Linked DNA regions of Gasterosteus aculeatus: region 1 is linked to region 2. A link is a contact called in public Hi-C data. All regions are on one chromosome and are shown on one strand. The core of a region is the stretch at or near the end of the contact, and the rest is flanking DNA. Distances in the headings are between cores, read along the strand shown.

Evidence for each region. A called contact is a pair of places that touch in the nucleus more often than the background predicts.
Region 1: a Hi-C map of whole body shows a contact between it and region 2, with 5 times the contacts expected there. The contact joins the promoter of mycn here to the enhancer-like site in region 2. A contact is called at or near these places in 4 of 6 Hi-C or Micro-C datasets (skeletal muscle, tail fin and whole body).

Annotation. Positions count from the first base shown.
Region 1 is chr18:9,562,706-9,567,301 of fGasAcu3.hap1.1, forward strand. mycn (MYCN proto-oncogene, bHLH transcription factor) reads right to left here and starts at 1,435. Exons shown (of 3, transcript XM_040161406.2): 1 at 1,264-1,435; 2 at 193-838. The coding sequence starts at 817.
Region 2 is chr18:9,478,334-9,483,040 of fGasAcu3.hap1.1, forward strand. It overlaps smek1 (SMEK homolog 1, suppressor of mek1 (Dictyostelium)), which reads left to right. Exons shown (of 15, transcript XM_078093140.1): 12 at 369-508; 13 at 662-852; 14 at 1,365-1,576; 15 at 1,659-2,874. The coding sequence ends at 1,790. Among protein-coding and RNA genes, the nearest start is that of smek1, 8.2 kb to the left of the region's middle. Within about 2 kb of position 2,113, at least 1 of the 9 cell types and tissues checked has open chromatin away from gene starts, as enhancers often do.

The DNA.
Region 1 (4,596 bases), core at 185-2,684, 84 kb after region 2:
ACGAGATAATCCGATCCGTGCAAATCATTATTAACAACAAGATGATTATAATAAAACAACAATAACAATGCCGGTACTTATTGTGTAGTAATCGGAATGCAATGCTATTGCAGTGTTGGAGGTGTTTTCTTCATAGAATTATTATTATTTTTATTTTTTTTATAAAATAAAATCCAGTCTTTAATTTCTTACCGGAGTCACTGGGAGCGCATCCCGGGTTTGTGGGCGTGTTAACGGTCCCGGTTGAGTCTCGGCTGCCGTTCTTCTTGTTGACCGGGAAAGGGAAGACCACGGTGGGGTCCACGCACTCCGTCACCGGACTGCGGCTCGCCACCTCCGGTGCTTTGACGCACGCGCTCCTGCCGCCCGCGGTGGCGGTGGAAATAGCCTTGCCCAGTTTCTCGGTGACCACCCGCTCCAGCTTCTCCCTGGCGGAGAAGCCGCTCCACATACAGTCCTGGATTATGATGTTGCTGGGGTTAGTATCCAAAGGGGAGCCAAACAGGTCCCCGTCGTCGGACGCCCCCCATATATCGTCCTCGGGCAGCAGCAGGAGCTCCGATGCCCAGTCCAGCGGGTCCCCGAGACCGAAGCCCAGAGGGTCTGCTTCCGCGGAGGCAGTCGCCGCATCCCCCGGTAGCGCGGCCCGGCTCGGGGAGAGGGGCGGAGTGGGTAACAACTCGAATTTCTTCCAGATGTCCTCCCCCGGTGGCGCGGAGTCGGGACCACAGAGGTAGAAGTCGTCCTCGTCCGGGTAGAAACACGGTTGTAAGGAGTCAAACTCCAAATGGGAGTTTTTACTTACGATCGCCGGCATTCTATCCCACAATCGAAAAACCTGGAAAGGAACAAAAGATACTTTAGTCTCCAAAAGGGACGAGCGTCTCTCCCCGTGCACTCTTTCACACCTGAATACTGCGCTCCAGGAAAGAGCATGGATCAAAGCCCACACACAGACACACGGTCTGCTCCTCGCTCACCCCTCCGTGGGGTTTAAATCCCACATAAAATGTCTCAGGAGAATGTGCGTAAATGTGACCCGTGACGCACGGAGGGTGCAGATCGACGCATTGGCTCACTGCTGACTAAACATGGCAGAAAATGTCACTGAGACACAAAAAAGAAAGTGTGTTTACAAAAAAAACAAACACATGAGATGACATTACATCTAATAGACATTCCGCTTTGTGTGTGTGGAAAAAATAACAATAATAAATAACAGCCCGCCTCTGTATTTAACCGCTGGAATTAAACGATGCTCACCTTGTCCTGACTTGGGATAATAATGTGCGAGCCAAATATTTCTCGTAACTCGCAATCAGTAAAGCAGACACCAGATTTGGAGCAGTCATCTACTCGGGGAGCACAGACAGTCCTCTGACACACATTGCGCCCGGCTTTACCGTGTTATACACTCGATCTGCGGGAGGGGAGCAGACTCCGCCCCCCTCCCCGGGCGGGAGGGGGGCGGAGCAGTCGGGCTTTTGGGGGGGTTTGATGCGGCGCGGCGGACGCGGTTGTGCTGGGAGCTTTTTCCTTCAAGGTGAATCGAGAAAACAGCCAAAACACTGCACGCGGGAACGAAAGCGACGAGGAAGGAGATCGAGGAGACGTAAAAGAAACACAATGTATTTTATTGACAGCCTCAGTACAACTGCCCCCCCCCCCCCCTACTACCCACACCTTTCCACTGGGATGTCCGACCCAGGATCAACCACGAAACAGCGCAGGTAGTGGTTTGAAGTCTTGCTCAGCTTGCTCAAGGGCACTACAGCAGGCCGGGTGCTACACTCACCCGAGGGGCATCAACCAAGTGAAGGACATTGCTTTTTTTAAACCAACCCCCTACAAATAAAGGTTCCCTCTCACACACACGACCCTTACATGATGCATCTATTACACATTGGAGTCTCAAATTAATTGTTTGGTTTAAGAGATTGAAACAAAATAACCTGACCTTGATTTGGTTAAAACGTTGTAAATGCAAACGGAGGAATGCTTATTTCTATTTGTGAAACACGCAAACGCGAGCTGTTTATGAACACGCACTGGTAGCAGCGATGCGGTACACTGCCCACCGGCCTGTGGGCCTCAGCAGCCCGTTCTCTCTTTTGTCTGAGGGTCATCCAGCATCCCCTGGATGAAAAGGCCCCACTGCGCCCTCACACGGACGCGCGGGGAACCACAGCGGATCCTCGCACCTTCTTCACCCCAAACACGGCGAGACAAAGACACGAGGGCACAGGGTCCTCGCAAAATGAGAAAAACAACAACAACAACAACAACAACAACAACAAGGAGATGGCAAGGAATGTCAGACAAATCACACGTCGGGGAAACAGCTTGTGGGTTCGGGGAGGATTCATCTGCGTCCGGGACAGGAGGTCCCGAGAAGATACATGTTACGTAAGCCTGAGCGGTGGTTGTAGCCTGGAGTCATTCCCATTCCCTTTTCTAATGACAGATAAGTTGGAATGGTGCATCTGTAATTATGCAAACAGGCGTACACGCAGGTCCTTTATACTGACTCATTCAGGAAAAACGTTTTCCGAGCGGATTCCACGTCAGCTGTGAGCTGCGAGAGTGACAGTTTATTTGGCAAGCAGAAATAGATGATAACAAAAAATAATTTGGAGGATAAAAATAGATTTTAATTTTAACTTTACGATATTTTGGTTTTACAAGATTTACTGTATACATTAATACATATCAAGACGCTATTTCTAGATGAATAAAGATGTATTTCCATTTATTTGATACCATAAACCTTTTATTCGTTGCTGACTTCAAACAACCACATGCGTCAGCCAGCGAAAAAAGTGAAAATCTGCAGCTGCTTGGTCTACAAAGTGGGAATCTCGGGGAGTTTCCTGGGACTGGCGATTGCTCCCAGGAACTTGGGAAACAGTTTGGGATTCAAAGAAACTCCCCACGGGCCCCCGGGTCCACCCTGCTCTTTGGCTCCTGCTCAAACTGACCCTCTAACAGCGGCAGAAGCAGCTTCCTCCTCTGTCCGAATGGCAAAGAGGGGGAGTGAGAACAGTATAGGGAAAGTTTTCCTCGTGTCCAGTCAGTGCAGATGCGCCAGGACAGGAAGCTGCGTGCATGCTGCTGCTTTTCAGTGGACCAGAAGATTAAAGAAGAAGGTAAAGAAGCCGATGGATGGATGGATTGGGGAAATTGGCATCAGAGTTCGCTCACAGCGAGACCACCTTAGATAAACAAGAGCCCTCCCCCCCATTAAGTGGACACAGGCGTCAGCCAGAAGTGCACTAGCGTCTTTGCCTGTTGTTTTTATGACAGTTGTGGCGTGCCCACACCCCCTTCCCGCCACTCACAACTGGACCGGGACATGGGTGGTTAAGCAATCAGGCCAGTTTTGATAAAAGATTCCTAAGTCACCCTTGTGGATAGTGCAGACAAGCGTATTGTGGGTAAAAACAGCTGCAGTGACATCAGGACGGGCTGGTTGGGTTAGAAAAGAAAGCACGCACAACATATCAATATTTAACGCTGTTTATAGTGGGTCATTTTTGGTGTCATGGCTTTGTTTTCATCAGAAACATTGAGGGATACAACGACGGATACAGCTCAACCTCGTGGTTGTATTGCTCTTTAACGGATGCCGACCGACGTGTTAAACGTTGGAGAAAGGACAGTCTCATGCTTTATTTACAAACATATGTACAACATATATATTATGGCCATGTTTATTATTACGAACCCAGATTCAAAGTGTTATGCAGGCCAGTTTATTCTAACAGCCGGCCTCCATCGAGCTGTTGTTCAACCAGGTGTTAATGTTTTCCCCAAAGCAACTTAGCAGCAAACCTCAGTCCAGCTTTTGCATCCTGGATGGGTTTTGCCTTTTGTTTGTTTTAATAAATACGGAGGTGAGAGACACTTTATTTGACTTCATTGACTGTAACATGTGGGTTTTGTTTGTCACCACGAAAAGCAGTTGTTTAGATAACTGCACCTCGTCGTTGTCCATGACCCCCGGGTGATGATTCAGGTAAGAGGCGCTGCCAGTGATGACTTCACCAGGCTCTTGCGGTTGACTTGGCCTTGGAGAGAAAAGCACGAGCGAGTCGCAACAAATCCCTGAGGAATTTGAATCAGATCTTACAGTAATAGAAATTCCCTTGTGAAAAACCTTATGAAAACCTTTTTTTTTTCAAATATAAATCAATATGACACACACACAGGGAGAAAACTTTTTTTTTTCTCCCATTTTGGGGGATTCTTTCCCATCAGGTCTATTTTGGGAAAATAAGCTGGTAGAGGAAGTATTTTGGCTTTTTTGATAAAAGTGTTCTTGTATATGAGCTGTTAGATTTGCCTCCGAACTGTTTTACCTCCAATCCGTACCTGTACAATCATACCAGTACTTCATATGATTCACGGAGTATACGAACAGGACTTTTTCCTCTTGAATAATGGATCTGTATGTTTTTGCCAGGATTTCTCGAGCAGTTAATCCTCCTGGTGTCAGATAGCAAATGTTGAATATCGATAAAGAGGCGCGCGCCTCATGGGAAACTAACAGAACATATTGCAGGGATGTCCAATTCATCACCAGAGCTTTTACATAGA
Region 2 (4,707 bases), core at 863-3,362:
CTTCAAGTCTCTCAAAGGAAAGCAACCGTCCGTCAAACAACACGTCTTTTAATTGATCTTCTTTTCTGGCTCAAGTTCATTAAGCATATTACTGCATTTTGCTTATGCATACTAACCACACTACGGTCAACCAGTTATCAATAGTTGACCATTGACATCACGATGGAACATGGCAGATTGTTTTGATTCATTTTAACTTGTTTGGTTTGTTGCCCCCCCCTTCATGTCTCCCGCTTGCTGTTTTTCTCCACACTTCATTGTTATTCTACTCTCCTTTTCATACCCCCACCCCCCCACCTCCTTCCTCTCATCTTGCCCCACGCTGTGTCTCTGCGCTCCCCCTCCTCTCCTCCCATTGCCCCCAGGAGGACGTGAAGTCTCTCACGGCTCATATAATAGAGAACTACTGGAAAGCTCTGGAAGACGTCGACTACGTCCAAACGTTCAAGGGCCTAAAGCTGCGATATGAACAGCAGCGAGAGAGACAAGACAACCCCAAGCTGGACAGGTGAACCAAGCACAGCTGCTCTGCTATTACCATTGGATGGTTTCCAGTGTGCATTATGGGTATTCTTTTGTCCAGGGTCTTGTGTCAGTTGCTATGGGCAGTGCCTCTTATAATAATAATAATAATAATAATAATGTTATTCATCCTCTCCAGCATGCGCTCCATCCTGAGAAACCACCGCTTCCGTCGCGACGCGCGGACGCTGGAGGATGAAGAGGAGATGTGGTTCAACACGGATGAAGACGATCTCGAGGACGGTGAGGCGGTGGTTCCTCCATCCGACAAGATGAAGAGTGAGGAAGACCTCATGGAACCTATAAGCAAGTTCATGGAGAGAAAGAAATGTACGTATGGAAATACATCGTCTTCTTGTTTGTTGCAGGGGAGAAAATGTGTGGCAACAATAATGACTGATTTGTTTTGGAATGAGAGATTTTTCTATCCTGGTATTTGTGGTTTCTAAATTGTTTTACAATTTAATGGGCTGAGCTTTTATGATGGTTCTATCAGTGTAAGATAACTTGGTAGGAACATCAAGAGGAGGACTGAGGAGGGAATACCATCAGAAAGGGAGTTTTATACACCCGCCCAATATAGTCACTTGCAATTAGGTAGATATATAATAAATCAACCTTTTACGAGCTATTGGAAATATACTGTTGCATATTGTCATTTTTACTCTCGGTCTCAAAATACATTTAATTCTAGTTCTTTGTTAGTCTGTTGATTTTGGGTGAGACACACACAACGAAATGTGTCTTCTAAACGCTTGTGTTCCTAGAACATATACTTGTTCACCTGTCGAGTGGTGAAAGAGGACGTGATGACCCTGTTTTCTCCCTCCTGTCCCTCAAAGTGAAAGACACGGACGACAAAGACGTGCTGGGGAAGTCAAGCTTATCCGGCAGGCAGAACCCGAGCTTCAAGCTCTCCTTCTCTGGCTCCACCAAAACCAGCCTGTCCAGCCCTCCTTCCTCTGCCTCGTTGAACCCGGGCTCTCCGGGATCACCGGGCTCTCCGGGCTCGGGGGCGCGGAGCTCTGCCTCCCCCACAACTGTAACCACAAAGGTAGCCGTCGGCGTTTTAACGCTTTAAGCGCCTGAAAAATAAGTCGGAATGATGTGATTTTTGACTTGTGTTTCCTCTCCAGGGAGGCTTGGTGGGACTGGTGGACTATCCCGACGACGACGATGAGGATGACGAGGAGGACGAGGACGAGGAGGACGGCGAGAGCAAAGAGGACCCTCTGCCTCCCTCGAAGAAGTCCAAGCTGAGCTCCTAAAGAAGCTCCGCTGCTCGGGGCGGGTGCAGCCCACAGACCTTTTGCAGGGTTGATCAAGCTTGTAAACCGATGAATGATTTTAGAGCCACGCAGCGGGCGGCCACACGGAGGAGCAGACTGTGCACGGATGCAAGGCCTCCTCAGACTAGTCCGCTTCATACAAGTGCCAATCAGGAAACCCGGAGTAAAAAAAAAAGAAAAAGGAAAAAAAAAGAAAGAAAAAACGTCTGGAAGCGTGAATGTCGGGGGAGGAAAAGATCCGCTCGGTAGGTGGTGGGCGCACTTCGGGCCGGTTACTCAGACCGCATTCGAAAAAAACATGTACACACCGACTGAAACCCCAGAGAGCCTGCCGGCTCGGACAACAACCCACTGCCCCCCCACCTCCCCTCATCCCTCCCACCCCCGCTCCCACCAGCCCCCCCCCCACTCAGGGAATGACATCACAGCGGCCCAAATAGGTCGGCCAGTTCAGACCCAGAACCACCACTCGCACCCCCCTCCCCCCTTGAGAATTCACCTTCCTCCTCGTTCGTTTCCACCTGCTTCTTTTGCTTCTCTTCTTTTTCCTCCTTTCTTCATCTGCTGCTTTTGAACCCAGTTTTTTTTTTTTTTTGTTAGTGTATAATACCAGACGGGAGGCGGCGTGCGGCGCCGTCCTTGTTGTCGTTTGATGATGTCATCAGTGTTGTCGTTCTTCAACGGACATTCTTTCTCGGAAGAGAAAAAAAAAGCCAGCAGTTTCTTCATCATTTTGTTTTTGTTCTCTATTTGTCTCAATCTTTCTCCTGTTTTTTGTAAATGATGACAAAAAAAGACCTGCCTTTAAATGTTCAGGACGTTTTCAGTCAAACTTGAACAGGTTTTTAAAGACCTCAGTAGGTGAGCTAGTTTTACCCTTTTTGCCCTTTGAAACTGCAGATTTTTTGGAGAATTTGTAATCCCGTCTTGATTAAAGATTGAGTGGAATTCTAGATGTGATGAATTTTGTCATATCTTTTCTTTTTTTTTCCTTTTACATTAGTGTACACTTAGTTGTTCAGAATATTTGGGACCATTAAAATGATCTTTGCTGTAAGATGTCCTCCTCGCTGCATCGTGCTGTTATTGATCTGTCCCGGTTGCCTCGGCAACACGAGAATATAACTGCAGTGCAGAAGGTCCGGCTGGGTTCAACTTGGTTCCACAAACTATTATCCGGCAGCTCAACCCGACTCCACGTAGATTAGGGAAAGACCTCCGATGCCGCCCTAATACTGTAAAAATGTGAAATTTCAGTGTACATTTTCATACTTTGAAACATGTCTGTTATTACCAAAACAAATTGATGTTGTGAAAACCATGTACATGAGAAAATATATGGTCAGCTTCTGTTGTCTTAGGACAAACTTTGTTGATTTGACTCAACTTTAAAATGTATTTTGAGCCCTTGGTTCTTTCATTTTTCTTGGCGTACCTCAGTTGCTGATGTCGTTGTGATCCACCAGGTGGCGCTCTGAGTCCATAAGAGAACCATCGAGAGACGCGCGATGCCCGTCCTTGAATTCTTTCACTGGATGTGTTTGGGATGCCGTCATTTTGGCACAACCGCGGTTAAACCCCGCTGAAGGTTTGATGCGTCTATTGCATCAAACCTTCATCCTATGGGTTTATTATCCTTCCAGTACCACGGATTGTAAAGCAATTCTTCCGCATAAACTAAAATATCATATTCAATAACTCTAACTTCATCGCATGGAGGTTAAAAACAAGGTTGTGTTGCAGTGAAAGATTATACTTATATATTTGTTGATCTGGTCCTTTGGTGTTTATCAGCTCGAGGTGACGTGCTGATTTAGCACCGCTGCACGCTGGTAGACCATAAAGTGTTGCCTTTTCTTTTTTATACAAAGAGTGAAAATAGTTTACAAAAAATGTCAGTGCCTCCCAGCCTATGTGGTCGCCTCGGTGGGGGTTTGAGAGCAACTCCAAAAACAAACCGCGTCCAAGGCCACCGAGGAGTCCCTGTGTTGTCCCTCCAAGTGCATTGTGGGGCCCCCAAAACGCCGCTTGTTATTTCCAGGAGCCGACAGAAGCGGATTGCTCGGGTACTCGGCGTGCAGCGCGCCCCAATCCAGGCTCCCGCTCGCACGAAAGCCGCCGGCAGACAACAGCAGCTTTTTTTTTTTTTTCCAGGAGTGGCCCCATCCTGCCAGCCTCCGTCCGCTCCGCAGCAGGAATGTGGCAGAATGTGTGTGTGTGTGTGTGTCTCCCTCTGCCACTGGAGAGGCCAACCCGCTGCCGGTGCCAGCCTCTGCTCCACCAGAATGCCGGCTGCCCTGCCGGTGCCAAGGCGCTCACCCGGCTCTGCCCGCCTGAATGTCTGCCAGACGGAGGAGTCGCCCATCGGGAGACACTGCCGTCCAGCTTCCCGCCGGGCGCATGAAAAGCTTCTTTGACGGCTCTCTCCGTTTGGCTCGTCTTCCCCCGGCTGCCAACTGCCACTTATCGGGGGGGAAGGGAGGGAGGGGGGGTGTCGCCTGTGACTGATCACGTCGGTAGATTTGTGGGCAGATGACGATGAACAGTGGCGTGAAATCAGGCAATGCAAACAATATTGCGCCTTGTTGGTGGATAAGTTGTGCGCATGTTTTAGTGAGACAACCATAATTACGCATCGTAACCCGGGGAGAAAGTAGACATTATTCTCCATCCACCCGACCCGATACGCAGACCCCCCCATCTCAGTTTTGGGTCCTTGGATAAGATACTAGACTAAGCCAAATTCACAATGTAGTGTACTTTTTACGACACTATAGGTGTTTGAAAGCTTTAGTTACTCTTCAGATATCCAATAAAAGATCAGTTAAGAAAGTAGTGGTTTCCATCCATCAAGATATTCTCCCTCCAAACGTCTCACATTGTCTCATTCAAATCA